5 separate regions of the Mus musculus genome follow, and all the other regions are linked to region 1. The links are chromatin contacts, called in public HiChIP or PLAC-seq and promoter capture Hi-C maps. All regions are on one chromosome and are shown on one strand. Each heading gives the region's core, a stretch centred on a gene start, on an enhancer-like site or on the middle of the called end of the contact. The rest is flanking DNA. Distances are from core to core; before and after follow the strand shown.

Region 1 (4,455 bases), core at 531-3,030:
CTGAAGCAGCAAAAAGAATTACAAAATGAAGTTGAATGAGAATGCCCGAATCACAGGCTCCTTTATTTGAATGTTTAGTAACCAGGGAGTGGAACTCTTCAGTAGTATTAGAAGAATTAGGAGATGTGGCCTTGTTAGAGGAAGTGTATAACTAAGGATTGGACTTTGAGCCTTTTAAAAACCCATACCTGGCCCAATATTTCTTGCTCCAGCCTGTGGATCACGATGAACCACTAAACTATGTTCCAGTGTCTTGCATGCTCGTGTGCTACCTTCAATGATGATAATGGATGATAATGAAACTGTAAGCAAGTCCCCAATTAAATGCTTTTTTTTTTTTTTTGGATAAGAGATGTCTTGGTCATGTTGTCTCTTCACAACAGCAGAACAGTGATCAAGAAAGTAGAAAAATCAATATTTTACTCTCCAATAATTCCCAATCTTTTATTAATATTCTTCACTAAGTAAATCCAAATAAAAGCCAAAAATAAAGAGCAAGTTGATATGGTTCACACCAATGACCCTCAGACAGAGCTAAAAATTTCAGAGTGGGTCTGTGGCAGCAAAAAGAACTTACACTATTCTGTGGTTTCAGATTTTTTTCCATATTGGTAGATACACATGGCACCCCTACCTCATCCCTTTATTTTCTTATATAAAATAAAGTATTCCCTTATATCTAAAATAAGACGAGAAGGGGCTTCTCATACACTCTAGTGTTCTAGAAACACTTGCACCTCACCTCATGTTCCTGGTTATCATCACCCACATGCTTTTGGTCCTAAAATCCACACCTCGGTTTAGACCTCTTTCCAAACCTCTATCTGGTCTATCCAGCTGCCTTCTAGTCAGTCTCACGTGGATTTCCTAGAAGCTCCTCAAACTAGGATGGCCCAGAAAGCACTCATCACTTTTGAATGATGCCCTGACAAGGTTTTTATAAACCAAAAACATAAAGCAGAAAAGTCTTATTTAGAATTAAGGGAGGTTTACATAATTTGTGGTCATTTTTTTAAAATAAAGAACTGGAAAATTTTGTGTATCATACATGGTCTAAGGTCTGAAATAAAACATGAAACTTCTACCCCACACTTGAGGAAATAGCTAAGACTTTAGGCTTAACAAAGAGATTTCTAGAGAAGAGTGAAGTAGAAAGGTCTAAAAGAATTTGATCATTTAACAGATATTACCGAAATTATTGCTGATGGAATTGCAAAGGAACACACCCCCCCCCCCGCCCCAACACCAATTTCTTGAAAGTAATGAAGGACAAAATAATGTTTGTAGCTATAAGATTAGAGTATTGTAAAATTAAAATTATGTTATAATTATATACTATAAAATTAGAGCATTCTGCAGTTGAATGTTAAGAGCATATGAAATGGTAAGGAAAGGAATTAGCCTGACAGGAAGCTAAAAGAAGCCCATGGCTGTCAGGACCTAAGGCAGTCAATCATGTTGGAGGACATTAAATAGTCCTGAGAAGCTATGAGTTAAGCACGTAGACTGGAGAGATGCAGGACCGGAGAACTAGAGCGAATCAGCGTCTTTTCTCCGAAAACTAAAACGTAAACTTCCTTTAAGGTCTTCCCAGGGCTCTGTTGTCACCTGAGAAGGTCCACAGGTGAGCCTTATGGACAGTGACCATTGGAACGCCCCCCAGTTGCCAGGCAACCTCCTGAGCGTCGCTATAGTCTCCCTATAATTGGACTAGCATTAGCGGCGCGCGTATGACGTCACTGTGCGGCGCCGGATGTCTATGCTACTTGAAGTTGGTTTCCTGAATCACCGCTGCCTGCAGCTGTAGCAGAGGGCTTTGGTGCGGAGAGCCGGAGGGGAGCCCCACGAGGGCGGCGGCGAGCGCCGGTGGCGGCGGGAGAGGCGGTAGGAGCGGGCACCAGAGGCCGGAGCCTCGGTGTGGGGCTCTCTCACGCCGGCTTCCGGTGGCTGGAGCCGCCGGAGCTTGTTGCTAAGGTCCCTAGAGCACAGTGGCTCCGGGAACTTGGCTTGAGTTCTCTGTAGCTGGAATCCGCGCGTATCTATCCACCCCCCCCCCCAACCCCCAACGGTGTCTATGCACTTCCTCGTTTTTAGTAATTAATAACACCCTGGAGCTAAATTGAACTTAGGTGCTGCGAAGTGGGTTGATATGGTGATGGGGTGATTGAAAGATGGAAAGCAGATTTTACCTCATGCTAAACAAGAGGATGAGTTTGGCTGTTACAGTTGGAAGCGCCTTTGCAGTTGGGCAACAGCTTCGTTAGCTGAGCGACTTTTAAAAAAACTTTTTGGAACTTTTGGAACTTTCTAGGTTTCTAATTAGAGAATAGAAGAAAGTTGGCGATCAGTGCCCTGATCTTAACACTAGTGGCTACTGAAATTTGGTATGTGTAAAGCAAAGATAGTATGGATTTCCTAGCATATACAGGTGCCGCCAGCCCCTTGTAGGCAGAGACGCCAATGAAAGCTGTGTTGTGTTTGTTGTTTACGCCTCTGACATTGTGACATAATGTAAGCCTTCCACATTAAGTGGGTTTCTGGTTTGTCTATGTGGAACTCTAGGGAAGAAATGAGGGGTGACTTGGTAGCATTTATAGCAGCGTGTTTTTCACCTTTTTATTTCCTTTAGTCACTGCTATACCGAACTACCTACTTCAAGTCATTTAAAGACCAAAGTAGTCTAAGGAGGAAGTAAGCCTTTTCCATAAAATATATGAGGCCATGCTTGTCAGTGATGGAATAATATTCACTCAGGTGGATATTATTGTTTTAAACCAAATATACTTGTGTTGTCTTTTAAAGTAAAGAGTGATATGTTTAGCAGTTAAAGATTATTTTTGCCAGATATGCTGTCACATGCCTTTAAGGGCTCCTGAACTCCAGAGACATAGGCAGGTAGATCGCTCTAAGCTCAAGGCCACTCTGGGCTACATAGCAAATTCTATGTAATGGGACTCTGATTAAAAAGCAAACATTTAGTATTTTGGAAAGATCCTAGAGGCTTGCAGACCAACTGAGTTGAACCCCTAGGCTCAGTGAGATATCCTGGTTCCCAAAATGATTGAGAGCAATAGCAGAAGACAGCCAGTGTCAGCCTCTGGTCTCCATGACTACAGTCACTTGCTGACAGTAATGTTCATGTGTACAGACACATGATGCAAACTACCTCGAATGCTTAATGGAAGCTCTGTTTTCTAGGATGTTTAAAAGCGTTTCAAGTGAAGAGATTCAGTGGCTTTGAAACTGATTTAAAATAGAAAGTAGGGCCAACGAGATGGCTCAGCTGGTAAGGAATCTGATCACACAGCATCGGTTAAGAGCCTAGGTGGTGATTTGCCTGTCATCCCAGCACATGTGAGACACTGACAAGGGGATTCCTGGCACAAGCTGACCGGCCATATTAGCCAATAAGGGGAGCTCTGGGCTCAGTGAGAGATCCTGTCCCAATACATAGGAAGGGAGCTATTGAAAAAGATGGTAACCTTGGGCCTCCACACCCACATCTGTATATAACTGTATTCATTTTTGGAAGATCAACAGATTCTGAAATTGTTTTCTTTAACTGCAGGGGTGAAGGAGAAGCTATGCAGAGATCAGAGTGCTCTGGAGGTGTGCAGTTGAGAAACAGAGCGACAGGTACAGAGGTTTCCTTTTTGCAAAGGGAGACCCCAGGCTTGTTAGTTCACAGTGCAGTCTGTGTTCCGTGTGGATGCAGGATCAGTTTCTGTTGCATTCCCTCTTTTGTACTGATGTTCTGCTAGTTTCGTTTTAGGTAGTAATGATCAACGTACATCCTCAAGCACACAAATGAAACACAGGACTACGGTTCAGCGGAGCAAATCCTCCTCATTAACCAGTTCTCCAGAGGCTGCAAGAAGGGCTCGTCCTCGGCCAAGTGATAAGCTCAACCCTAAAACCATTAACCCTGTGAGTGCAGTTTCCTCAGGCAGTACATTGTCTACTTCTTATAAAAGGACATTATATTTTATACTTTACAGTATATTTTAAATCAGTACATAAAGAAGTACATTTTATAGGAATAGGCATTTAGCTGATTCCAGTTTAGCCATTGTGAATGCTCTCTTAGGTTGCCTTTCTGCTAGATTTTAGCTGGCTATGTTAATTTTGTTATGTTGTAAATCGAACGTCAGCTTTTTGTTCTATGCTACTTTCGGATGTCAGCCTAGTAACTTGCATTCAGCCGCCATGGAGTGGCTCATTCAATTCATCCTGTGCTCATATAAAACTCTTAAACATTTTTTATGTTCTGCAAATTTGGTCTACCAGAAGCCATACTGTAATCCTCTGTTTAATAGAATCATAAAGCCAGTTTGGAGAAGTTACACAGATCCTCTGACCTCTATATCTGTACTTGGCAGGCAGGCCATACAGTGCTCGCTAAAAGCAAATGTCCTCTCTCTCCTTAGCGCACTTGTATAATCTAGAAGATACATT
Region 2 (4,455 bases), core at 522-3,021, 2.9 Mb before region 1:
CAAAGGGGAAGTGCTTTGGTTCCTTCCCTTAAGCTGACCCACACACATTTTGGTGCCTGGGCTTTAATGGGTTTAACTGGTGCATCTATTAAAGCATAGCTTTCCCTGCAGCTTCTATGAAGATCATTCCTGGCTCCCTGCTGACTCCCTCATCCACAGTAAATGGGCTTCTTGCCTTTTAAGATTCTCTTTAAACCAGAGACTTGGTCTTTGTATCTTCTTTTTTATTAGGAGCAGGCTGATGTCTCCACCCCATGCCAAGCCTATGCGCTTCCTGATCCCGATGTCCCTTTAATTATCTTTCTACTTCTCATGCAGTTTATTATCAGGAAATCCCACTGGCAGCTGGCCTGGTCTTTAATTAAATGCTGCAACCTCAACTGGACTTTGATCATACTTTCATTCAAATATTTATGAGCACCTTGTTTGCATAGGCCCTAGATATGGACTAGATGCTAGATTTTGGCATGAATACACAGAAGTGAAAGCCACGTCCTACACACACACACATACACACACACACACACACACACACACACACACACACGAGCAGGATACAGGTGATTAGCAATTTGAGACAGGTTGCTTTGGGAGTAGGAGACATAAAACCCACAGTGGGATGGTCTGGAGGCATTTCTTGTGGAAGAAATGTCCTTAAACAAAATAAAAAAGGCAGAAGGAACTTGATCTTATTACGTTAGTAACCTTTTTATCACCAGGACAAAACTTTCTGAAGCTGTCAAATTAAAAAGAGGAAAGACTTTAGTTCCTAGCTCCAGAGGTTCCCGTGGTCATTCAGTGCACGGGTTTAGGGCCAGCATAGCAATTATGCTGAACACATACGATGGGATGCCTCTTCATCTGTGGTGAATCAGAGACAGGCAGCCGGGTCCTGGGATCACAGCATTTTCCTTGAAACCTCCCAACTTCTTTCTACTAGGTCCCATGTTCTACGTGTTCCACCTCCTCCCTGCAGCACCACGAGCTGCTGACCAAGAGCTGCTGACCAAAGCTTTAAAATATGAGCCTTGTCAGTAGTGAGGGTGGGCTACTAATGGGGACAATCATGGCCCATATCCGGATGTCTACATAAGACACTCTTCAAAACAGTTTTTGTAATCACTGTACTTCTTGCCCTTATTGGATAATGAAGGATGGCAGATATGCTACATTAAAGTATGCCACTTGAGCATCAATATTTTGCACCTAAAAGGCACTTGAATAGAACTAAATGCAAGAAGAGCCATCTTTGGGTCTCCCAAACCCCAAAGCAGAACGTCAAACCACCATGTAAACTACTGCTACCCCAAATACTTTTACCCGAGGTGAGGCGTTAAGGAAGCTAGAAATCTGCCCAAATGAACCTTATTTAGCTAATTATTACATTCTTTTTGTTTTCCTTTATGCTTAGTTACTTTTTCATAACTATTTACTATTCAATATAAGCACTTGGACCTGATCACTTTCAGGATCCTCATTTTCCTGTAAGGGCTTCCATGTATACACAAACTTGTTAAATAAAATTGACATACTTCTGTTAAACTGCCTTAAACCAAATTCTCAGGCTTCCCACGCGAGCACGAGCAAGCCGACACGCCCCTGAGCCCGCAGAAACCACGCCCACGACGCCGGCCCGCAAGAACAGAAGCCCCGCCCCCAAGGGCCTGCCGCCCTTCCCTAAGGCTCAGTAGCGGGTCTCCGCCCAGTTGCCGACGGCCCCGCCCCCAAGGCCCCGCACAGGTCCGGCTTTCCAAGCGCGCGTCCGGCGACCCCGGAGGTCCCGCCTCCAGGCGCGCGCCCTGCCACGCGCCACGTGCTCCTTCTCTGGAGGGCGGCGCCGAGGGCCGAGCCGAGAAGATGTACTTGCTGCCCCTTCCGGCTGCCGCGCGAGTCGCGCTCCGCCGCCTGGGAGTGAGAGGTCTCTGGGATCGGGGTCTGTCCACCGCAGACATGACGAAGGTGAGTGGAGGCGGCTCGCTCTCGGGCGGCCGCGCGAGCCCTGGCGGCGGGCAGCAGGGTGACCCGGCGTATCCAGGCCGCGATGTGTCGGACGGACGCATCAAGTTGCAGAAATGAGCTGAACAGAAAAGTTCCCTGGGTTTGCAGGACACCAGCCTGGGCCCGGCTTGCGACGAGGGCGGCCGATGCTGTTTGCCGAGGGCGCGTCCTTTCTTCCTAACTGGACAGTGCTGGGTTCTGAAGGCTGAGCAGAACCGCTCACTCCACCTAACCAGTGTTTACTGACTCCTCTAACTGAGCTCTGAAAAATTACACGCGCCTAGTTCGCCAATTCTTTTAGTTCTCACAGAGACCCTAGAAAGGACGACGGTAGGATTGTCCCAAAGCCTGCTACGCTTCCAGAGTAGCCAGTCACAGGGCCTGGACCCCTCCCCCCGCTGAAGTGAAGTGGAAGGCCCTGGGGGAGGAAACTGCTGGATTGGGTTTCTGTCCTTTTAGGGGAAAGGGTTTTATTGAGAGAGGTCATCTTGAAATTGGAAGAGGGTCTTCTCCATAGTCTGAGAAATTATGAAGGACCCTCAGATGGGAAAAGTCTGGAAGGGCTCATTGGAGTACTTCCAGGTCATACTTCCAGGACCTGGTGAGGGAGGAATGTTCCAGATGGAGCTTTGAACTCAGGTCGCCTGCAGTTATCACAGATAGCAGAGGAGTTAGGCAGACACCTTTCCAGCCCTGGCCGGTAACATTGGATTGTCCCAGGTTGGTCTCATGGAACCCCAGAATGAACAATCTTGGGAAAGTTAGAACCTAGCACTTACCATTGCTAAGGACGCCTGTTTTCTTCAGTGGAAAGATGGGTCCGGAGTACCTGGGGTGTTTTTTGGAAAGGGCCCTGACCAGAAAGAAGGCATGTGCACTGTCAAAGTTTAACTACGCAGGAGCTCCAGTGTCAGGGACTAGGTTTCCTTATCTGGCAAATGAGAGAAAAGTACTCCTTGAAGTGGCCGTAAGGGAGGCAGTATTTTAAAAGTCGTAAATTGCCTTGTGAAGTCAAATGATGAGCAGTGGTTTTACATCCTTATTTCAGGTGTTTGGGGCGGGGAGCGTGTGACAGAAATGTGGAGCCACACCATTAAGTGCTTGGCAGAAGGCCCTGCTTCTTCTGCCCTCTCTGCAAAGTCACACACTTTCCCTGATTGACAGGGTACTAAACAATGTGGACATCCCTGATCTGAAATTTGAAGCACTCCAAAAACTGAGTGTTCACTCACTTCTGAATGTCTGTAGGAAGTCCTGCAGCTAACCCTTGAGTGGACAGAGTCAAAACACAAGTATTTTAAACGACCGAACCCTGAGACAGTAGATCTGAAACAAGTGATTTTCAGGTTTAGGGTTGGCCCAAGATGTCTCACATAACCCAGTTCCAGTCTTGCCCTGGTAGGGATTTTAGCTGCTGCGGTGGAGGCTGCTGCTCTGCTCTTGGCCTCTGCGGAAAAAGACAGTTTTAATGGGATTGCTTGCCCCTTCTGCATCTGGACAGCCAATGCTTTCTGGGGGATCTACTCTGATTGTATTTATCTTTCTTGATTTTTTTTTTTTTTCAGGGCCTTGTTTTAGGAATTTATGCCAAAGACAAAGATGATGACCTGCCACAATTTACAAGTGCGGGAGAGAGTTTTAATAAGTTGGTGTCTGGAAAGCTGAGGGAAATGTTGAACATGTAAGTGTTACTATAATTGGGGTTCCTTTTTGTTTGTGTGTGTATTTTGCATTGTGAGACAGGGTCTCTGCTGTGTAGCTCTGGCTGTCCTGGAACTATGTAGATCAGGCTGGCCGGCTTCAAACTCATAGACATCCACCTGCCTCATTCCCTGGAGTTCTGGATTTAAATGTATTTGCCATAAAACAGGGCGGGGTTGTAGTTCTTAAAGGCCCCAAGATTTAAAGAGAGTATTCTCCTTGTATCAGGTAAACTTAATGGAACCCTGACCAGCAGGTTCTCTGGAAATGAAAGTATGTTCTTGAAGAAGCTGGGCAGTTGTTTGAGTGTGGGTGGGTCTGCAGTTCTGGGAAGTCATGTGGTTTCTAGCCAGTCACAAACCTATTGTGAAGGATTGACGCGGATCCAGAAAGGAATAGATTTCCTCAGCCCACTCCCAAGGCTCAGGTTCACAACTCCTACTCTCCTGTCTGGCACCAGCCTCTAAATGCACTTTAACTGAGTAATTTAAAAACAGCCTAAGGTCCTGCCCTTTTATTTCATGGCTGGACTTTGAAGGCTTTTCAAATGTTAAAGTAAAGTGTGGGTGGGTCATCTGATTAGCAAGTGTACAGCCTGAAATTCAGTCAATCTGGAGATGGCCTGAGATCTGACCTCTCTCTCCTAGATTAGCAAGGTCCTAGAGGAAGTAGGAAGACTTTAATCTGCTAACCACATTTGGCAGAAATAGAGAGAGCAGCATAAGCCCCTTTAACGACCTGTCACTCAGGTAACAG
Region 3 (4,455 bases), core at 1,128-3,627, 2.9 Mb before region 1:
GGGCAACCTGTTAGTTTAGCCAACAGTTTTGCATCTGTTGAGGCTGCAGATGGCCGTAAAAATAACTTTTATTCACCTGGTGGAACTGTTGTCTCAAAGACTTACTGCCTCTGCTAACCTAGGCCTAGTCCTGGAAGCTTCTAGCCTCCATACAGTCTTACCTAGGCCTTGAGTGTTTTTAGCCTCCGAGACTTGCTGCTGTATGGGGTCACCATTTCTAGCTCTTTCTAAGTTCTGTTGGCTGGTTCAACTCAGCTGTTCTGGCTCAAACTCATCTCTAGGCTGACTGATTCATTCAGGTTTCCTTCTCTCAGCCTCTCCCGAATTGTTCTGCTTTGCCTAATACTAACTCTAGGAATCTGTTCAATTCTTCTGGTTCCTTCTCATTCTCTGGCTCATTGTGTATTTACCTGTGTCTATCTAGCTTGTTCTCTCTTCAACCTGTGTAAAACTCTCCTGGTAAACTGCCTCTCTCCCCCCTCCCTCTCCCCCTCCCCTCTCCCTCTCCCCCCCTCCCTGCACTGCTCTCTTAAGTAGCTTCCCTTTTCCTCTTCTCATCCTATTCTGTCAAAATCTTTCTCTGATTCATTTATTTGTCTCAATTAGACATCACTTACAAACTAACTTTACCTTCATTATTTAGGATTAAAGGTGTGTCCAAAGGGCATGTCTGTATTCCAGCCAGAGGGATTAAAGGTGTGTGCTAAGGCTGAGCCACACAACAACTAGAAACACAGCCTCACTGTTCACAATGTGATCAAATATCCTGCAACAGATGACTGTTCTGAAGAAATCTCTACATGGTCCTTTCTTTTGTCACAACGTTGCAAGATAATGCCAGAATGAATGTGAACAGTTCTGATGGTATCCACCTCACACATACATAGACCCAGCACCTCCTCATCTGTGCTCAGAGCATGGTTGAGACAAGTTAGTTAAGTGTCAGACTCAAGAAACTGCTGCCATGGGCCCACTGCAGCCTGGGCCAATCCAGTGCTGAGATGCAGCCTTCCCAGCCCGAGCTCAGCCATCTGCTCAAGCCTCTGCGCTTATTTTTCAGTCAACAAGTGTTTCTCTATATTTGCTAGACAGAGTTCTGGATGTTGGGCATATAGATAACTAAAACCTGACTAACCCCGCAAAGTATTTCTTTAGGTTTTTTTTTCTAGAAAGGTCTTCCATTTAAATTTTCATTCCAAATGAGATCTCTTTAGAGAGGCCCTCCACATCAAAGAGCACTTAGCTGTCCACTCCCAAGCATTTTCCCTCAGTACTTATCTCTACAAATAATGCTGTATGTATTTATGAGGTTTTTCTTCCTATTTGGGGTATTTACTACTATGTCTAGATTATTAAACATGCCTATCTGGAAACTAGAAGGACTCAGTTAAGTTGAAGGGACACTAGTCCACTTGAGCATGGCTCTGGCAATCCTTGTTCGGCTCCTCCATTTCCTCTGCTTTACTAAGAACTGTTAGATTGTGTTCCTAAAGCTAGCCACCGAGGTTTGTTCACTTATTTGGCCACTTCCTGAGGCTGACTACCAAGGTGAAGATATCATCGTATTGAAGTCCAGCAATGAAAAGTCCCCGTTGGCTCACCTAATTAACTTGTCCAACTAAAATTGAACACATCATTCTAACACAGGGGTTCCCTTTATACCATTATAAATGTCCATTTTACTATGTGCCGCATCTGTCTCCTCTCTATCTAGAGGCAGTCTTTTATCCTCCAGTGACAAATACCACTCCCCATCCTTCTCTTCTCCTTCATCCTGTCTCCTGTCACTTATTCCCTACCCTCTGTCTAGGGCAAGGAAATCTTTCGGCGAAAACTTGGTCAGCTGATAATTTTTCTTTTTTTTTTAAGTGTTGTAAAATTAAACAACAACGACGACAACAAGGCTATTTGGCTTCTGAATTAGTGAACAGGCAAACATTAAAGCCGTTATGAAAACAGATGCAGTCACTTTCCCTCCGGTGTTATCATATACGATTAGAAAAGTGCCAGGAACACTGGTATCCTTCAGGATGTCACCTCACGCCAGAATTTAGAGGGAACTTGTGTTGTTCCAGCCAGAACAAGTGACTAGATTGGCATTTGGTACATCTCAAGCCCTTAATCACCCTAGAATGAACTGATGACTCATTTTTCTAAAGGAGCGCAGAAAAGACTCGGCTAAGGTCTTTAGGGACAGCCCAAGGGCTTGGCTGGAGGCAGGGAGGCCAGCGCCCTTGTTCGGTCTCTGCAAGTGACTGGTTTAAACCAGTCCCAGCATTTAGTATTTAGGTCAAAAAAGAGTAAACCCAGGTCGGCTATAAATTGGGCAGACCGCACAGAAACAAGGATGATGGTAAATCCTTTCTCCGGGCGAATAGGCGAACTGCCCGTCATGTGACCAGGCCTGCCACGTGATCAGGCTGCCCGCGCCTGCGCACACAGGCCCGGTGTCGTTTCCGCCCGCCGTTGCAGACATGGCGGCGTCCCTGGGAGGGATGTTCACTGGGCAGCCTCCAGGTCCCCCGCCGCCGCCGCCCGGGCTCCCAGGCCAGGCGTCGCTTCTGCAAGCAGCCCCTGGGGCCCCGAGACCATCTAACAGCACTTTGGTGGACGAGTTGGAGTCATCCTTCGAGGTAAGCCGAGATGTGGGCGTCTCTGTGCAGCCCTCACAGGCGTGCGGAAGGCGCGCAGGTTAACTCCTTTCTCGGTCCCGGCGTTTAGTAGAGGCGGGGCACCGGAGAATGGAAGTCGCCTGCCGTAGATTGGGTACTACCTGTGGCCGGTCGTCTCAGGTCTGCCCCCGCAACCGCGACATTTCTGGAGACCGTGGCCTTGAAGTTCGCCCAACTCCCATCCACCTCGGGGCTCGTTGGATCCCCTGCGGGTCTAGTAGGATCTGGTCTTCCCTGGAGCGGGCCCACTCGGCTGAGGTCCTCTGAGTTTCCAGGTCACATACTGGACGCTTTTCCTGTTTTTCTCTAGTGTTCTGTGTAGACCTTCCAATGGCCCCTGGCACCTGCCTACCTGTTAGCTTGTTTGGGTGCCATCCCTTGACTTCTCTGGCTTTCGCTTTCTATTCATTTGGTAAATGCTCTTTGTTGGCATAAGTTGAGTTCTCACTGTGGGAGGAAACCTTAGTAGAACGCTTGGGTCCATCCACTCTTGGATGCAGGGATGGAACTCAGGTGTGGTGGCAAACATCTTTACCGGATTAGCCATCGCACCAGTCCTAAAATACTGGGCTTTTAATAGAAGGGCACGCGTTGTTTTTAACCTCCGTAAGACTGACTGTCCATAAAGGTCCATGCTTTAAATGTTTTTCAAAGGATGGGGGGGGGGGGTGGGCTGGGAGGTGCAGCAGGAACTAAAGTTTCTGAAGTTAGTTTTTGTCTTTTTGTTTTGTTTTGTTTTGTTTTGAGACAAGTTCTCAGCGTAGCCCTGGCTGTTTTGGAACAAGCGCTGTAGACCAGGCTGACTTTGGACACACAACTGTCTCTGCCTCCCTAGTGCTGGGATTGAACAAGTGCAGCACCACTGCCTGGCTTGCAGTTAGGTTTGGTTTTTTTTTTTTTTTTAAGTCTGCATGGCCTACTGCCGTTGGTGAAGCCCCCCCCCCCCCCGCCCCCAAGCTTTGTGGGCCATAGGTTTTCTGAAATCTGCACATCATGCTCACGCCCCAAAAGTCCAACAAGACTTAACTTTTACCGTACACAGAATAGGCAGTCTGGTTGGTCGAGCTGTTACAGGAGTGGGAAATCCTTTGACTGTTTCCATCCATCAGATCTGGAGCTAGCCAGGAGGATTCATTGCTTCTGAGAGGAACTTTGGGTGTAGTTTTGACTTGTGTTCGGAACCTAAATTTGGTTCTGTGTCTTTGTGGTTTTTTTTTCGGTGCTTGCTCAAGGCTGTCGGGGTCTGTTCTCAGACTGTGTTCCTCTGTCAGCTGCTGTCATGCTTGTCTGTCTGAGGGCTGCTTGTGCCCCTGTGGCGCACTCACATGTACAGCTCGGTTGGCACCCTTTCAAAACTCCCTCTTTGGGATTTGGTTATCCGCATGACACCACTTATTATACAGACACCTGTTACTTATGAAATGCCAAATGGTATCCCAAGTACTTAGACTATAGTGCTGAATCACACAGGCAGAGCTGTTGGTAGAAATAACAGTGGCTGAAGAGTGGATAGTAACATCAGTTACTTTTCTGAAAAGCTTGCCAAGCTCCACTGTAGAGCATGAAAGAAAGAGTAGACAGATGACATCTTGACATAGTAATATATACAGTTCATGTAAGGGTCAGCCAGAGTGGCGTGGCCGTGGTGGGGTTGAAAGGTATTCCAGGTGTGGAATAAGACAGTGAGGAAGAGGCAGGTGGCAGGAATAAGACCGTGTGATGAGGCCAGCAGATACCAGTGTCTCAGGTGCCAGACCAGCTGGGATTGGCTTTACCTGGTGTC
Region 4 (4,455 bases), core at 1,375-3,874, 2.7 Mb before region 1:
GGGTGTTTTGTTCCCAATTCTAAGAATTTGCAAAACACATGAAACTCAAGAAGAACGAAGACCACAGTGTTAGTCAGGGTTTCTATTCCTGCACAAACATCATGACCAAGAAGCAGTTGGGGAGGAAAGGTTTTATTCAGCTTACATTTCCACATTGCTGTTCATCACTGAAAGAAGTCAGGACTGGAACGCAAAAGCAGGTCAGAAAGCAGGAGCTGATGCAGAGGCCATGGAGGGATGTTTTTTACTGGCTTGCTTCCCCTGGCTTGCTCAGCCTGCTCTCTTATAGAACCAAGACTACCAGCCCAGGGATGGTCCCACCCACAAGGGGGCTTTTCCTCTTGATCACTAATTGAGAAAATGCCTTACAGTTGTATCTCATGGAGGTATTTCCGCAACTGAAGCTCCTTTCTCTGTGATAACTCCAGCTGTGTCAAGTTGACACAAAACTAGCCAGTACAGTTACGTATTCCATACCCTCACATAGAATAAATGAATATTATAAAGACACCAACTTTCCAAGAACAGAGGAATAAAGGGAGTATTTGCTTCTACAGCAAAAGAAGGCAAAATGCTTCTAACTTTACCTTTAAGCAACAAACATAAAAGTGTTCTCAAATCTAGTTTATATAATCTGCTTCATTTCGAAAAGAGTACTTTGTTATAGTCTGTCAGGTCTGTATTTAACTGAGACAGGAGAGGCTAGCTTTTAATTTTCCTGTCTTTTTATATTTTTGTTGTTTTCATTTCAAAGAGTCTGCATGTTAAAAAAATCAACAAGAGGTATAAGACATACAAACTTTACATACACTAATTATATTGCTATTTTCTTTTATATTTCATGTATATACAAAACAAATTAAGCACATCTAGTCTAAACATTTTCCCGTATAGTTGTTTTCAAGAATTACTTATCTAAAATTTGGAATCCAAGAACCTTATGGTGTACATTGTTTAGTTTTTGTTATTTTCTTAAGCTTATCAAAGACACAAATTTATTCCTATATGTATTTGTTCTTTCTCACAGAATAAAAGTAAGAGTCAAGAACTATGTAAGCTTTACAATGAGATTATGCTGTATGAATTTAATGTAGCATATTGGAAAAGTTCCACGATTACGATGTCCAAAGCATACCAAATCCATACAACATTCGTTACTAAAATCCACAACTCTAATCAAAACATAGTCATACTGACCTCTGGTGGTCAGATTCCTTATATTTCACTGATACTGAAATAACTAGATAAAATACTCATGAGACATTTTTTTTTTAATCAACAAAACAATAAAGGCAGCAAGCACCTAAAATGAAAGGTCACAGATTGTCACAAAATATTAATATGTTCTAAGTTTTAGTTTGTCTGTTTACATAAAAAACAAATGACACACACACACATATTGGTTCTCATCTTATTATCATTTATTTAAAGTTTTATTTATCTTGTATGTGTGGTACATGCATGTTTAGGTCAGAGACAGACATTGAGTGTTTTCACTGATTACTTTAGACCTTACTGTTTGAGAAAGGCTCTCAGCCACCCTGAAGCTTGCTACTTTGGCAGATCAATGAGCCTAAGATCCACTGTCTGGCTCTCAGCACCCTCAAGTGCTAGGACTACATACAAATGTTAACATCTGGTGTTTGTATGTGAAATATCACATGTGACTTCAGATCCTCATGTGTGTTCAGCAAGCACTTTACCCATGAATCATTATCTCCCCAGGTCCTCTAGGGATTCCCAGAGTACCTACAGAACAACATAGTCTGGAGGCAGCCCTCTTCCTGATACGTGTCACCAATGTAGATTTCCAGTACAGACGGAATAGGTGGCTGCATTTATGTTTCCCAAGTCATCAAGCAACACACCAAGTAAGTTTCCCGGTTTTGGAGTGGTATGTCCTATGTCCCAGGTGAGGCATTTAGAAATAATTTTATATATCCAGCACGCGATCTTAGTCAAGACCCCCAAATTCCTTTTATACTGTCTGCGTTCTCCTCTGCTTAGCAGAGTTGTTAGGCAGATTTGTCAAGCACATCCGTCACGCTGGAGCATCTCCAAGCGGCTGCAGCCTAAACTGACCCTGCCTTTCTCTTCCCAGTCCCCCAGACTGTCTCATCGCGGACGGGCAGTTCCCGCCCGGACCCACGGGGTCCGAAGGACTGCGGAGGCCCTCGTCCAGGACGCCCTCGGAAAGTTTGACATCCCCAAGCCCCGGGCGGGCTCCGTACGACATCTCCCAAACGACTCCTTCGCTCGGGATTTACCCGTTCTCAGCCAGTCGCTGCGGCAGTCCTCCGCTTTCTCCCTTCACTCCCAACCACAAGATCCCGCAAGGCACCGAAGGCCACCAGTTTAATTCAGAAAGCTGAACGCCCACTTCAGGCGCGCTCCTCCACAGCACTACTTCCGGCCCCGCCCATGCCTCCCATACAAACACCTTTTCCTATTGGGAGAGCGGCAGGCCACACCCCAGGCGTCCCAGCAGCGGGGCGGAGCGGAGGGTGGAGTCAGCTCCGGGACCCTCAGGTCTCCGCTCTCCGACCCTCCCTCCGGCGGAAGTCTCGCGAGATCTCATCCTCCCGCGATAGTTGTTTGAAAACTCTGGCGCTAACCCGTCACTCGGAGCCTTGCAGGGCTAGGGTGTCGGAAGCCGCGGGAAACTGAGTCCTCCTCGGATCGCGAACCACAGTCTCTCTCGGGCAGTTCCCGTCCCGGCGCCATGGCAGCGCAGAAGAAGCGGCTTTCTGTGAAGGAGGCGTTTCAGCTGGCGCAGCAGCCGCACCAGAACCAGGCGAAGCTGGTGGTGGCGCTGAGCCGCACGTACGGCGCGGTAAGCGGCCTGGCTTCGGCTTCCGGGCTTCGCCTTCTGCCCTTGCGCGCCCCGCGACGGAGGGATGGGATCCGAGGCTCGCCCGAGGTCTCCCGGCCACAGCCAGTGAGCAGAACGCCCGGCGTCGGCCACACGCAGTCACCCGTCTTCTCCATCCTCATCCCGCCAGGGGATGCGGGGAGTTATCCGTTATCCTCAGTTCCTCAGTGACTTGTTGATCTGCGCAGGGAATCTCAGACGCCTTTATTTCCTTGGAGGTCTCTGGTTCATCTCAGGCAATCGATGAAGTTGTTTCAACCAACTCCTAAGCTTTAAAACCACCTTCATTTCACCAGCTAGGGAAACCATAAGCACCCAGTCTTTCCCGTACATGGCAATTGTGTGTCGAGTGTAGCGGCGGGGAATTACTGGACAGCGAATGTGAGGAAGATACATTGTTTTGGAGTTCACGGAAAGTTAAGGACATATAAAAGTGATCAAGGGTAGGGAGCAAAATGTGTAAGTTATGACAGAAGGAAATTGACGGATGCTAGGAAGGCCTAAGTAAAATAAACACAAAGCTGTTGATTTTGAGTCATTTATGGCGAAGCTTGTTTTGCATTAATCCGGTAAGAAAAATACCGATAATCCAAAGGCGTTGAGAGAAAAATGAGATAATTTTGCACTGTTCAGATTTATGCTTTGTGTTTTCTCAGAGGTACAAATTATATACTGAAGAGAAGTTTGTGCGGATATATTTTCCCTTCCTTGATTTGGATAATTGATAGTTTATTAAGAAACCTTAGAGTTTAACCTAAGGGTAACACTTTCAGCAGTATTATGGCAGTGTTGGGAATAAAGAATTTTTATTAATGCAGCTTCTGGAGGCGTTTCTTCTCTCTTTCAGATGGATGATAAAACAGCTTTTCAGGAGGAGTTTATTCATTACCTTAAGTATGCTATGGTGGTATATAAGCGTGAACCTGCCGTGGAGAGGGTCATGGACTTCACAGCCAAGTTTGTTACTTCATTTCACCAGTCTGATGAGGAAGAAGAGGAGGAAGAGAACGATGGTGGCATTTTAAATTATTTGTTTACTTTTCTCTTACAGGTACTGTAAAAGCTACTACTTTGGGGAAGTAATATATTTAGCTATGTTTGTTATTTTCCACAGTAAAATATCAGTGATAGAGAAAATGTATGTGAATAAGATAAGTCTTTTCTGGAAACCTCAACTGTCATTAAGATAAAAGGATAACTCCAGCATTAAAAATTTAACTTTAAATTCTCACTTTTGGTGTAAATGTCCTCTCTCTGCGATTAAGTTAAAGAAATTCTATAGAGAGGGATAGGCTTATTTTGTGACAGCAAATAGTTTTTCAGCCTATTTGAGAGTATAACATCTGCCTCGTATGCACATACAATATAACGTCTCTGCAAGTAAGGAGTTGCTATTGTCTTATTTTTATTTTTTTCCATAGTACTAGGGATTAAACCTAACTTTACACATGTTGGTATACTGATCTTCCTATCTTTTTACTTTGTTTTGAGAAGATTTTTTAAAGTTGCCCATATTGTCCTTGAGCTTACTTTGTAGCCTGTACTGGCTAGTTTGTGTCAACTTGACACAGCTGGAGTTATCA
Region 5 (4,455 bases), core at 938-3,437, 2.5 Mb before region 1:
TTTCTCAGGAAACATTTTCATGTATGGTACAATATAACTGTGTATAACAATGAAAGTGCAATACAGATTACAGAATACTAAATATTAAAAAAATTAACCTCGTTTCCCATTAGATCAAATTAATTTGTTTCACTTAATCAAAATTTTACTTTCAAAAGTACATTTCTTTTATTCAAAGTCATACTAAATGTATTTAGTGACACAACATGAGAAAAACAAATAGTCAAATACTGTAAAGCACAACTTAAGCATGCTCATCTTCAAATCACTGGATGCCTAACAGTGCTGTGAGCCGGTACTACAATGCTGTCAGTGCTATTTGTTGGGACACCACAAGAAGGAACGCGACTATTTCTAGGCGGGTTTTTAACGGAACAGATCTAAACAGAAGTAACTGTCAAAACGAATCCACTTTGCATTCATGAAATACAAGTACGGACACACATTTAGTATGGGTTGTTTTTTTTTTCCCACACCACACCCCCGCTTCCATATAACTTTGCCACAGATAAAACCAAAATACATTTTAGAGAGGTGACACACTGCTCTTAAGAGCAAACTGCTTAAACATCGCCGAAATGCTCCTAAATCAGAGTGCCCTCCCTTCTGCTTATATATATATATATAATTCTGTATGGCACATTACTGAACTGGAGTTGCATCTGGTTTCATCTACTATGATTAGTGAAAACAAGACAGACCTTAGGGCTCTACCCAAGCAAATCTGCGAGGGATGGGGAAGGGGGACAGGGCGCGAGGTGGCGCAAGAACAGATGAAAACACGGTTAGGAGAGAGTTGTCTTCCCAAGGAACTGAGCTTACTACACTCAACTCCAAAGGCTGACACCTACTCGTCAGAAAAGAAAACCGACGCAACCACCCACTCCTAACACCGACCAGCCTCCACTCCCACCTCCTCCCCTCAAAAGCTACCCCGTAACCCCTGCCGAAGCACACCCTCCGCTCGCAGCCCCTCTGTTGCACTGAACCAACCTGCTGGGTAACAGCTGTGGGCACACGTCGCACTCTGAGTGAGGAAAAGCAGCGACCGCAACAAGGTAAGGGAGTCCCAGTACTTCCCGCTACCCGGAGCAGCCCACTGAATGACAGCCGGGAGCGCGCAAGTTTGAAGCAAAACCGATCAGACCCCACCGAAACGGAAAACTGAACTGCATTTGAACAGGAATGGGAGGCGGGGAGGGCTACGCGAGTCCATCACATGACAGCGAAAAGAGGACCGGAGTCGTCGGGGCGTCCTCAAGGAAAGGGGGGGGGGGCGTGGGGAGGGTGCCGTCGCCATAGCAACACCCCCCATCCGTCCAGACTTCCAAAGAGGGAGGAAGAACTTCAAATCCCAACCGTCAGCTCGAGCGGCTCCTTCTTAAAGGGGTACACACAGATCCGAGGCCACTCGCAAGAGGGCAGAGGCGGCCGCCCCCCGCCCCTCAGGCGCCGCCCCCATCGCCCCTCGACCCTCTCCCGCCCCCCGCCCCCCGCCCCGCGAGCGCCCCGCAACCCCTGGTCCCGCGTCCCAGGAACTAGGCAGCGTCTTCGCCGCCAGCCCCAGGGCCGCAAGAAGGGGGTGTGTGAGCGCCCGGCCGGGGGCGCGGACCGGCTCGCCGCTCCAGGGTCCCCTCCGCCCCGGTGGAGAGCCGCGGTGACAGGGGCACCGGCGGGTGGCGACGGGCGCCGAGGAGTTTCGGGGCAGCACGAGCGGGCGGGCTGCTTCCGCGGGGTGCTCGGAGAGTGGGTCCGAACTAACAGTTCCCCGGGAGCTCGGAGCCGGGCAGGCGGGCGGCGGGGCGCGGACCGCGCCGGGCAGGGAGCCCCGAGACAAAAGGCGCCGCCGGGGCCGCCGCGCCGCCGCCGCCGCCGCTCCCATCGCTCCCCATTGAACTGACCCGAACCGGAGCTCCAACTACACCCCTCAGCCACAAACTCCTCCGGCAGCCGCACCGTGGCGCCGAGCCCGGCCCGGCCCGTGTCTCTCTTACCTACACAGTGCATGAGGCGGTGGCGCCAAGAGTCGAGTTCCCGCCGGAATCCTCTCCTCTCCGCCGCGCACCGAGGGCTCCGGCACTGAGCGGCAGCGGCGGCGGCGGCAGCAGCGGCGGCAGCGGCCATTCTCTCTCTTCCCTTGTCCATCTGCGTCCCGCGTCACGCGCCCTCATTTACATACGAGCGGCGCAGGCACGAGGCAGGGGCGCGAGCCCTCGGCGCGAGCCCCGGAGCGCGCGCCCCCCGGAGGGGGGTTGATTGACACGTGTCACTACCTTCCTCCTGCCCTCCCCTCCCCCTCCCACCGCTCCCTCGGGGAGAGGCGGGGAGGGAGCGCGGAGAGAAGGAAGCAACCTGCCGCTTCCGCTGACCCCGCCTCCTTACCCACTCCCTTCCCCTCCTCCCCCCAGAGTTTACTCAGGCAAGCCATACTGCTCCCGCCGTCCACGAAAACCCTGAGCGGGAGCGAGAAACCCGGAGGCCAGCCAGGAACCCGCGTGCTGAAGGAGCGGACCAGCAACGCCTCCCTTCTGCCCTCGCGCGGAGCGCTGGAAGTCCGAAGACTTCATTTCCCAGCCTCCATTGCGTGCAGGTCCCGTAGAGGAGCGCAAGAGAGCGACGCTGTGCCCTCTGGGCTTTGTAGTCCTCTCGCGTTGAGCGCTCTCCTAGCCTAGCCAGTTCGCACTTTTCCAGATAGCAGCTCGGCCCCAGACTTCTAATGTTTTGCCCCCAGTGGGTTTAGCCTCTAACTCCCTCCGCCCAAATGCTTGCTTCCTCGAGTTCCAAGAGGGGAGTACGGTGGAAGCCTCAAGAGTTGGCGGTGCTGGGCTAGGCAGCTCCTTAAGTGCTGGAAACTTTTCAGGGTCAATGTCATCTATCTTCACTTTCAGCGAAAGCGCTTGCCAATCATCCTACTGCATCCAGAAAAGATGTGCGAGGACATCAGTTTTGTGAAGCGAAGAGATCTTGAAAAGCGAGATTAGTTACAAAAATCGGGGGAACTAACCTTGCATGGGATTTAACACTTTGTAATTGTTATAGATGGATCCTGCTCTGTGCTAGAGAAAACTTCCTTGGGGAGAGGAGAATCTTTTGATTAAGTATATACTTAAAATTACTTAAAAAAAAAAAAAAAACTTTTGCACCAGAGCCATTTCTACACTTATGTCAGTATTGTCACAGGGGACCAAGAGCTTGTAAGCCATCCAGAGTTTACAGAGAAGTGCTGTACATTACTGGGCATTTATACTCACCTTTGCGGAAAAAAATATTTTAATTCTTAGGAACTCAAATTCTCAATTCTGTATTGCCCTATCTTGTGGTATAGTCTTATCTATCATTCTTTTTTCTTCTTAGAGTAGTTTATTGCTCAGCGTTTGTTGCATCAGAAGTAAAAATGTAGCATTACATCTTCATCAGAAATTTTCGAATGTGAAGTTTGAAGCCATGTGTTTATGAATATATGTTTGCAATCTTATCATTTGGGAGGCTAGAATAAGGTGATGTGTAGAGTAGAGATAGTCTAGATGGCGGTTCAGAAACTGAAATTTAAAATAGGAGTGGCTTATCTCCATAGTTTAGAGTGGGAAGATGGAATAGTTGTTTCCATCTGAAAGCTCATCAGGCACCATCAAAAGAGACATGAGAACAGGACCCAAAAGCATGGCCCAGCTTCTAGAAGTGTCTGATTAAAGTTACTTAATGAAAGTATGTGCTCATGCTAACTTGAAAGGAATGGTGGACTAAATAACTATGAGAGCCTAACAAACCATCCAAAACTTAATAGCTTAAAATATCAACTATGGGATAGTGAGGTGGTTTCACAGATAAAGGGACTTTCATTTCTGGGGGAATAGCTGTCTGCCAGGATCACAGAAACCAGTATTCCTATTCTTCAAGGGTCTACCCTGACTTGTCCACATGGTGGCTGTCACAGGGTTCCAAAAGGCAGCATGAGAGCTACTAGCCCCTAATCATGACCATTTTTTTATTTATTCACTTTACATCCAGACCTCTGTCCCCCCTCCCCCACCGTTCCTCTCCCCCTTTCCTCCTCTGAGGAAATGGAGAACCCCCTAGATATCTCCCCCCACCCTAGCCCATCAAGTCTCAACATGGATCACATTTAAGTCTCAATGGTTAAAACAAGTAACATTGCCAAGCCCAGTGTCAATATGGGTAATATATTATGCTACACAATAGGAAGATGTGTAAGTCCCATGAAAGGGGGAATTAAATATTTCTCCCAAATAAAGAGAAAATACAAAGAGGAATAGAACACATCTCTGGACTTTCTGAGACAAGGAGGAAACCATGACTAGATACAACAACATGGAAATAATTTTGGAAATCAGTTTCATTGTTAATAGCGTAGAATCTTTCATAGCATGTATTGTCAGTCCATTATAACAATCCCCATAAACATAGAAAGGTCAGGTCATATCAGTCTAAGCATCT

What was found. Promoter capture Hi-C pulls out the DNA fragments that hold promoters and counts their contacts. HiChIP or PLAC-seq counts read pairs in DNA pulled down with a chosen protein or histone mark.
Region 2: a promoter capture Hi-C map of pre-B cells shows a contact between it and region 1, with 7 times the contacts expected there. The contact joins the promoter of Lap3 here to the promoter of Pacrgl in region 1. A contact is called at or near these places in 6 of 39 promoter capture datasets (cranial neural crest, frontonasal cranial neural crest, hippocampal neurons and 3 more), 4 of 115 datasets of contacts at active chromatin or transcription factors (astrocytes, embryonic forebrain, embryonic stem cells and 1 more) and 2 of 9 other capture datasets (adipose tissue and liver).
Region 3: an H3K4me3 HiChIP or PLAC-seq map of pro-B cells shows a contact between it and region 1, with 8 times the contacts expected there. The contact joins the promoter of Med28 here to the promoter of Pacrgl in region 1. A contact is called at or near these places in 3 of 39 promoter capture datasets (the C10 cell line, embryonic stem cells and pre-B cells), 2 of 484 Hi-C or Micro-C datasets (B cells and CD4 T cells), 4 of 115 datasets of contacts at active chromatin or transcription factors (astrocytes, large pre-B cells, pro-B cells and 1 more) and 2 of 9 other capture datasets (adipose tissue and liver).
Region 4: a contact with region 1 is called in a promoter capture Hi-C map of pre-B cells. The contact joins the promoter of Ncapg here to the promoter of Pacrgl in region 1. A contact is called at or near these places in 8 of 39 promoter capture datasets (the 3T3-L1 cell line, cranial neural crest, frontonasal cranial neural crest and 4 more), 4 of 484 Hi-C or Micro-C datasets (CD4 T cells, CD8 T cells, Th1 cells and 1 more), 3 of 115 datasets of contacts at active chromatin or transcription factors (astrocytes, large pre-B cells and pro-B cells) and 1 of 9 other capture datasets (liver).
Region 5: an H3K4me3 HiChIP or PLAC-seq map of embryonic forebrain shows a contact between it and region 1, with 8 times the contacts expected there. The contact joins the promoter of Lcorl here to the promoter of Pacrgl in region 1. A contact is called at or near these places in 1 of 484 Hi-C or Micro-C datasets (CD4 T cells) and 3 of 115 datasets of contacts at active chromatin or transcription factors (astrocytes, embryonic forebrain and large pre-B cells).

Annotation. Positions count from the first base shown.
Region 1 is chr5:48,370,612-48,375,066 of GRCm38.p6, forward strand. It overlaps Pacrgl (PARK2 co-regulated-like), which reads left to right and starts at 1,781. Exons shown (of 9, transcript NM_025755.3): 1 at 1,781-1,884; 2 at 3,569-3,636; 3 at 3,773-3,927. The coding sequence starts at 3,585.
Region 2 is chr5:45,491,603-45,496,057 of GRCm38.p6, forward strand. It overlaps Lap3 (leucine aminopeptidase 3), which reads left to right and starts at 1,772. Exons shown (of 13, transcript NM_024434.6): 1 at 1,772-1,959; 2 at 3,564-3,679. The coding sequence starts at 1,858.
Region 3 is chr5:45,517,852-45,522,306 of GRCm38.p6, forward strand. It overlaps Med28 (mediator complex subunit 28), which reads left to right and starts at 2,378. Exons shown (of 4, transcript NM_025895.4): 1 at 2,378-2,633. The coding sequence starts at 2,475.
Region 4 is chr5:45,667,301-45,671,755 of GRCm38.p6, forward strand. It overlaps Ncapg (non-SMC condensin I complex, subunit G), which reads left to right and starts at 2,625. Exons shown (of 21, transcript NM_019438.1): 1 at 2,625-2,833; 2 at 3,720-3,923. The coding sequence starts at 2,723. 1600023N17Rik (RIKEN cDNA 1600023N17 gene) reads right to left here and starts at 2,408. Exons shown (of 1, transcript NR_073433.1): 1 at 1,401-2,408.
Region 5 is chr5:45,855,353-45,859,807 of GRCm38.p6, forward strand. It overlaps Lcorl (ligand dependent nuclear receptor corepressor-like), which reads right to left and starts at 2,188. Exons shown (of 7, transcript NM_001163073.1): 1 at 1,995-2,188. The coding sequence starts at 2,145.